2 separate regions of the Mus musculus genome follow, and region 1 is linked to region 2. A link is a contact called in public Hi-C data. All regions are on one chromosome and are shown on one strand. Each heading gives the region's core, a stretch centred on a gene start, on an enhancer-like site or on the middle of the called end of the contact. The rest is flanking DNA. Distances are from core to core; before and after follow the strand shown.

Evidence for each region. A called contact is a pair of places that touch in the nucleus more often than the background predicts.
Region 1: a contact with region 2 is called in a Hi-C map of uterus, with 4 times the contacts expected there. The contact joins two enhancer-like sites. A contact is called at or near these places in 1 of 484 Hi-C or Micro-C datasets (uterus) and 2 of 115 datasets of contacts at active chromatin or transcription factors (embryonic stem cells and fibro-adipogenic progenitors).

The regions. Positions count from the first base shown.
Region 1 is chr16:76,780,461-76,784,219 of GRCm38.p6, reverse strand. No RefSeq gene overlaps it. Among named protein-coding and RNA genes, the nearest start is that of Gm30790, 3.2 kb to the right of the region's middle. Within about 2 kb of position 1,304, at least 10 of the 459 cell types and tissues checked have an H3K27ac peak or open chromatin away from gene starts, as enhancers often do. A contact at or near this core is called in uterus, where this site is marked.
Region 2 is chr16:76,320,343-76,324,129 of GRCm38.p6, reverse strand. All of the region lies in intron 3 of Nrip1 (nuclear receptor interacting protein 1), which reads left to right. Among named protein-coding and RNA genes, the nearest start is that of Gm30569, 22 kb to the right of the region's middle. Within about 2 kb of position 2,374, at least 78 of the 459 cell types and tissues checked have an H3K27ac peak or open chromatin away from gene starts, as enhancers often do. A contact at or near this core is called in uterus, where this site is marked.

The DNA.
Region 1 (3,759 bases), core at 55-2,554, 460 kb before region 2:
CGTAAGCTATGATGATAACCCACCCAGCAAAACATAACCATAACTGCCATAGTGACATGGTTGAAATGGAGATCACCAATTATTTTCTGATTGTATTTAAGTCTCAGTCTACTGAAGGAAACACACACCTGGTAAATTCAGCCAAGAACCCATGGTTAGAGAGTTTACACACCATCGGGATAAAACTTCTGCTAACTGGATAGAGTGTCAAACTGCCATCTGAAGTTTTCTTTCTGTATTCATAAATTAGTGCAACTCTCAGATATCACCTGAGAAGTTTCTTTGTATAGTGGATAACAGTCAACTCAGAAGCTCACAACTGGTCAAAGTGTCTGTGGACTGTTCATCTACAAATGTGACATCGATCTCACTCTCAGGGACCATTGAGAAAGACAAGGTCAAAGATTGCAAGGGGCAGAAGACTCAGGGAATTGGAACAGAATAACAGAACCACTACACTCATGAACACATAAGAGCTATGGTTGTCCGTACAAGCCCTGCACAAAATCAATCCAGGTAGGAATTGGGAAAGGTACGATGATCCCTTACTTACAGATGACTCATTATTAAGAGTTGAAGGTGTCTGGAGTAGTTACAGTCAGGTTTATTTAGGGGTGTGGCCCTTGGTAGATTAAACATGCTTCATTGGATGGTCCCACACCACACTCATGAGTATATTGGTCAAATAAATCCCACTCAGTGAGAAAAAGAGAAGAGAACACAATGACACTGGAAGGGAAATTGAAGTAAGAGAAGATAGAGGGGAGGAATCATGGTGAATACGATGAAAATATAGTATATGTATGTAAGACATTCTCAAAGGATTAATGAAATATATTTAATTGAAAAATTAAAACCTTATTCCAATCTTCTGTGAAGTTATTTGCTCCAGAGTTTTTCTATGCCTTAGAGCCAAACACCTTAGGTTTGTTGTTCGTAGGGCGCTTTGCATTATTTGCAAAAACCGTGCCCATGTATTTAAATTATCCAGGAATTAACACTTATCTGCTACCTCTCCACTTCTTTTCCTGCTGTTTGCATTGAACTGAGTCCACTTCACTCTATTTAATGTCTATCCTTCTCCCTGTGTTAACTCCAGGAGGTGGGAAGGGAAAAGAACTGTGAGATGACTTAGGTAGCTTTACCACCAATTTAACGTAATGCACGCTGAAAGGGAACTAAATCCGTTGACTAACAACACAAAAAGCCATCTCTGGATGAATTTAGCCTGTGGCTCATCTGCTCCAGTACTTGACTGTAGTGAAAAAAATGCCCTAATGTGCAGTTTAGCTTTGGAAAGCTGCCTCTTGGGGTTAAGGGACTCTGCTGGCAGGCCCTAGTGCATTTTGTGGGCAAGCCGGGAGGCTGCTTCCCGGTAATACAATGGTGGGAAATCAACACTGTTGTCCCACATCAAGAATTCCTTCCAAGTCTCTAAAATGTGCTTCAAACTCATTTGCAGGACAAAAATAATAGCTGCTGAATCACAGAGTTCTGGTCAGACAACTCTGCCTCGTGTCTGCTGTGCAGTAATTCATAGTTCTGTTTACAGAGCCCATAGTTCTAATACAAATGAGTGTTACTCCAACTCATTAGAAAGGGAGAGAGATGGATTCTATTTGCAAATGTTAATTAGAAAAATCTGGAGTTCTAGGTCAGTCCTTGAACCTCCTTGTAGGACTGACAGGAGGGTCTTTGAAAAAATTATTTATATGGACAAGAAGAGGTCATAGAAATGAAGAAGTCTGATCAACCTCTCTCTCTCTCTCTCTCTCTCTCTCTCTGTGTGTGTGTGTGTGTGTGTGTGTGTGTGTGTGTGTGTGTGTAAGTCCACAATAAAACCCTTTATTTGATATGCTACTCAAAACAATGAAAAAGAACAGTTTGGATATCTCACAGTTTTAAACTTACTGGTAAAGATGAATATGGATCATAACAGCCATATAAATCATTACATATTGAGGCTGTAGTCTAGTGCACAGACAAGATCCTTCTCAACTAACACAGGTAGCTTTTATCTGTGCAACAGTGATGATCGGTGTACTATCTAGATCTTCACTTTAGTTTACTGGTCAACCAGACCTTTGAGAAATTGGAGGATTTCATGTGAAATCAACATAAGGTGACTATATCTAACACAATATTGAGGACATAATCATAGCAAAGACTTAGGTATCATTTATCTGAAATTCAACTTTAATGGGGTTTTCTGTATCTTTATTCCCTAAACTTAGCTGTCATCGTGTTCTACATATTCAGTCACCTTAATTCCAAACTTCCATTTCTGCGTCTTCTTGTCTACGTATGTGCATGTGTTTCATGCGTGCATCTGTACATGTATGTGTATGTTACAGATTTTTCTTTCATGTGCTTCATCCATACTCCAAACCATTCTGTCTAGTTGGTAATTTCCTTTCTCTCCATCTCTGGTGATTGTAGATCTGCTATTGTAAAAGTAACTTTTAAGGGCTGAATAACTCTCTTCTGTGTTTTGCCAAGCACAGAATCAAGGCTGGTGATAATTTGATTCACTGGTTCAGAGTACACTCTGATAACAATGATCAAAGCAGACTGGACTGCACCCTTGGCCTGACATGACAGTGGCATGAGAGATGGACGTTTGTCTTCCCGGCTGCCTGTAGGAGCAGGGAAGTTTTATGCATTTTGACTTCCACCGACTTTACAACAAATATCCACTCAGCATTAGTGTTCTACATATTGCAAGACTTACTAGTGGCTCAAGGCTTCAAATACACTAATCTTGACCTCATCGAGTGTATAATCTAGTAGGAGAAACTGGTAAGAAAACACCAGAAACAGTAAGGCTTTTAGTCATATTGCTTGGGGAGGTAGACACGGGCAGATTTCTGGGCCTCACTAGCCAGACCACAACATAAGTGGTGAGCCCCAGGCCCCTGTGAGAAAACCTGTCTCAAAACACCAAGGTTGACTAGTTCCTAGGAACAACCTCTGAGGGGAACATCTTGGTTCCATGTATATGTGTGCACATGCACACACACACACACACACACACACACACACACACACACACACACACTAAAAAGAAATAATGACTGATACCATTTTAGTATAGCTTCTTCAATACTTTTCTGTAGATTACTTTGCACAGTGTGTATGTGGAGGTGTCGAGGGGAGGATGGGGTGGGGTGAGTGGGAGGGGCTCTGTTTAAGATTTTCTTCCATGTGGGGCTCATCTGTACTGTGCCTAGCCATTCTGCCGAGTTGGTAATTTCTTTCTGTCTCTGCGGGTTCCATATTAAACAACCAAATGGGCTCGGGTGACGACTTACTGAGAGCAAAAATTAGCCTGAGTGCAGGTCTAAGGGACTCTTCTCTAAGAAAAGAACCTGAGCGTTTGCATGTGATTTCTATTTTGAGCCCTCAGAGGCCTTTCCCCACCTTGCTTCCTGGGTTCAGCTGCATTCCCGGTACTTGAGGTTACCTGAGAGACAACCTCACTGTAAGCAAGTGGCTTTTTCTAAATGTAGTTCCTGACTTTTGGAAACTAATGAGAATTTGGCCATGCCTGGCTATCAATAGCTTGTCAGTACTGAGCAGTGAGCAAAAGTGGCCTCAATTTTAATCATCTCCTTCGGCTCAGGAGGAGCTGGCCGGTTTATTCAAGGAGGACACGTGGCCGTTGGCATCCGATGTAGGCTACGTTTCTCCCACGGGAACCTTCCTTTAGGGTTGCCCAATAAAATATAGAACAAGCAATGGATAAGTGTTAATGCAAAT
Region 2 (3,787 bases), core at 1,125-3,624:
ACTCTTGACTTCTTCTTTGCACCAACTGGTCTACCACATCCTCTCCCCAAACCATCACCAACCCCACAGTTTTTGTTTTGTTTGTTTTGTTTTTTTAAAACATCCCTTTAATCATATCTTTTCCTATAAACCATGCATTCCCACCAGATAAAGGCCTAAGCTCCTTGGTGTGGCCTTGACTCAAAAGTCCTTGGAGCTGAGAGCATTGTTAGCTTAATCTCCAGTCACAATAAATAGCTACCCCTTCCTGTGTCACCCCAGCTCTGCTCTGCCTGCAAATCCGTTGCTCTGACCTAGAATGTGGTCATTTTCTTGTGGTGGGCTGTCTCCATCTTTAGCCGCCACCTCTCTCACCATCTGCACACGCAGATAACCAAAACCTAGGTCATCCCTACTTGGGTGTGTCCAGGGCACTTGCCAAATGAATGAATGCTTCCAGCTTAGCACTTAGCAGCATCAGCTCCCTGCCTCTCTCTCTGCACAGAGAACAAAGAAAAGATGTGCGGTGCACAGTGCTGTTATGAACTTGCTAGGTATTACAGCCCTGAGCGCGTGTGTTTTACAACTACATAGCTGAATTCTCGTGAGTGGAGATGTGGTTGAGGTTCAGTAGAGTCCTGAACTTACTTATGCTGTTTTCTGAGAGGAAATAATTTCCTTGCTTCTTGCTTCTGCTAACTACTCGCTTGTTGCTATTGTTGTTGTTGTTGTTAATCCTGGGATGGGGTGTGCAGGTCAGGGGACAACTTTGGCTTGGGTTCTCCCTCTCTAGCTTTATGTGGGTTCCAGGAACCAGACTCAAGTAGATAACATGTGCAGCAAGCTGTTTTTACCTACTGAGCCATCTCACAGTCCAGTCACAACAGTACCCAGTTTACTTCATGAAACTGTGTTCTGAGCGCTAGAGCTGGTGTGTTTGTTTATTTGTTTGTTTTGTCATTGTTGGTTTTTGTTTTTTGTTTTTGTTTTTTTTTTTCTTCTTCCCAGACAGGGTTTCACTGTATAGCCTTGGATGTCCTGGACCTCCAAGCTCTAAAGACCAAGCTTCCAGGAACTCACAGAGATCCCCATGCCTCTGCCTCCTGAGTTCTGGGATCAAAGGTGTGCACTACTGTGCCCCACTCTGTTATTTTGTTTTTGTTTTTATCATTTTGTATTGTTTGGTTTTAGAATAATTATTTTCAAACTTGCCTACTATAGCTCCTGCATTGAAATCCAAAGGCCCTGCTTTGGGAAAGGCCAAACATTTACCTCTCTTTAGTCTGTTTTCTGCTGCTCTAACAATATACCCAAGGCTGAGTACCGGAAGAGGAATGCATGTTTCTCGGTACTGAGCAGTCTGGGAGCACTGTGCAGTCATTTGCTTGGTGTCTGGTGAAGGCTGCATGGTACATCCTAAGAATCACTGGATAGCAGGGGATACTGCGCAGTGAGAGCACTCAGAGACCTGCCATTCTAAGTGCTAATTTCTTCCTTTATAGGGGCCACACCTTTATGACATCATTCCATCCCGTTAGTACCATTAGTGGATGAAATTGAGGATGCAGGCTCTAACACATAAGTCTGGGGGTGTCACACTCAAACCATAGCAAGGAAGCCTCAACTGCCTCGCTCTTCTTTCTCTTTTGGCCTATACATGGATGGAGATGCTGAGAACAGTGTGGAAAAGGGCACGTTTGCCTCTCCCAGCAAACAGCACTGAGCTAGCTTTACCAGGTTCTTCTCAGGTCCTTCTCAGGTCTGTTTCTAGTCACATGATACTATTTGATTGTCACTTTAGCAAGGTATATGCAATCGTACCTGGTCTTCGATTTAACCAGCCCAGAGCTTATTTTTCAAACACTGAAAGTCCTAGATTCGTGTCGATGGAGTGATTTGATTTTTACAGTGCTGCAAATCTAAGATATAGCTGTAGTTTTCAGGTTTATCACCATGACACTAAAGTATAGTCAAGGAAAAAAAAAATACCCAGCTTGAATTCATTATAAATAAAACGGAAGGAATGTTTACTTTTGAGGACTAATAGTTCCCCCCTCCCTTCTTTTTGTGATTTCTTGCTTACATAATTTGTTATGAAAGAGTGCTTCTAGGTAAGCCATCTCTCCAGAGTGCTTGTAACGTCTTCTGTTCTGCTCTGGAAGGGTTAAGAGGAGACAGCATCCTGTCAAAGACCTTGTTTTTAATTTTGCTTCTCATACTGGCGCTGATCCTGCTAAGAGCAGCCCAGATTAGTTCGGGAAACCTTTGAAGAGATTTAAGATGTCCTTCAGCCAGTTTGAAGGTTTTTGTCTTGCAAATCCAGTACAAGGGCGCCTGCAGGCATCTCGACCCTTGCTGAGCCGCTGATGCAGCTCAAGGTCACTCTAACCCGCCCTGTGACATTCAACAACAACAGAAAAAAAATTATGCGGTGGAACTGCTTCAGCATTCAGCCAACCAACAACTTCCTCAGTGAGGGAACTGGGGAAGAAGTCTCTCTCCCCTCCCCCCACCTCTACTCTCTTTTTTTTTTGGGGGGGGGGGAGGCTTTGTGAATTTTTTGCTGTAGGAAATAATCCCGGATTTCTGGTGTGCGTGATGACAAGGTCATTTCTTAATTAGAACACATGTAAAGAAGAAAGCTAAATGGCTTCAAAACAGCTTTGTAGTTGATGGAGAGGATTTAAATTATTTAAAGAGATAGTCACCCATGTATGATGGAAACCGAATTCTAAAGGCATTAACTCCTTCCTCCCCATCTCCTTGCCCTTTCTTTGCATTCTCCATGTCTGACATTGCGGGGTTGCACTCTAAAATAAGGAAAATTTGTCCAAGAGTCTGGTTTATGTTTTGAGACAAAACATAATTTATAAATGTAATCCTGAGATAAACTTTTAATGGAGTTTTCTCTCGGAGACACGGCTCCTGGAAATTTTATCAAATGGCTGGAAGAACTAGGGCTGACCCTCTGGCGGCTGTGATTCATTTATACTGTATAGGAGGGAGGTGCGTAGGGCCTGATACCTTCTCTCTCTCCCCCCTGACACACCCACTTCCGATGGAGATGCCTCACTGAACTCATTAGCCCCTGTTTCTTTCAAATCAACAGCGGATCCAGATCAGGTCTTTCAAGTTTCCAAGAATTGACACGGATTTAAAATGGACCTTCCAAAATTTGTTTCTGAGGGCAGTTGACATGCTAAGGCTAATAACACCAGACCCATGAATACTTCACAGCCATGTTGGGTTTGCTCTGCTGTGGGCCAGTAGCTCAATGAGATAGACTCCAGGAGAGTCAATGTCTTCTGCTTGGACTTCATGCATGACCCTGGGGCCCAATAATGAAAGATTAATTAATTTTATGATTGTTATATTTATAGGTATTAGATATAAACCATTAAAATTGTTATTTCTTTATGTGAGAGAAAATCACATTTGGGCCGAGAAACTTGATTTGAGTTTGATGATATTGGCAGAAGAATTTCCTCAGAATTCAGACCCCATTGCTTTTCTGCAAATAGGAGCTAATGGGAATCTGGCCAACTAGTGTGTAAAGATGTATAGTAGTTTCAGTGTGAGTATTTTAACAGGTAGTTTGGATTCTGTAAGCTACACTTAACATTTTTAAGTTGGAGTGGATAACACAGTAGATTGTATAAGAACTACCTAGAATTTACTAGACCTGTTCTTGGGAGGGATTTTCTTCCTGTCAAGAAACATTTGTTTTGAGTCCATGAAAAGAAAAAGGACTCTTACATCAAGACACATAGTTTTAGGTACAGATATCGAAAAGGATTTCAGGTTTGCC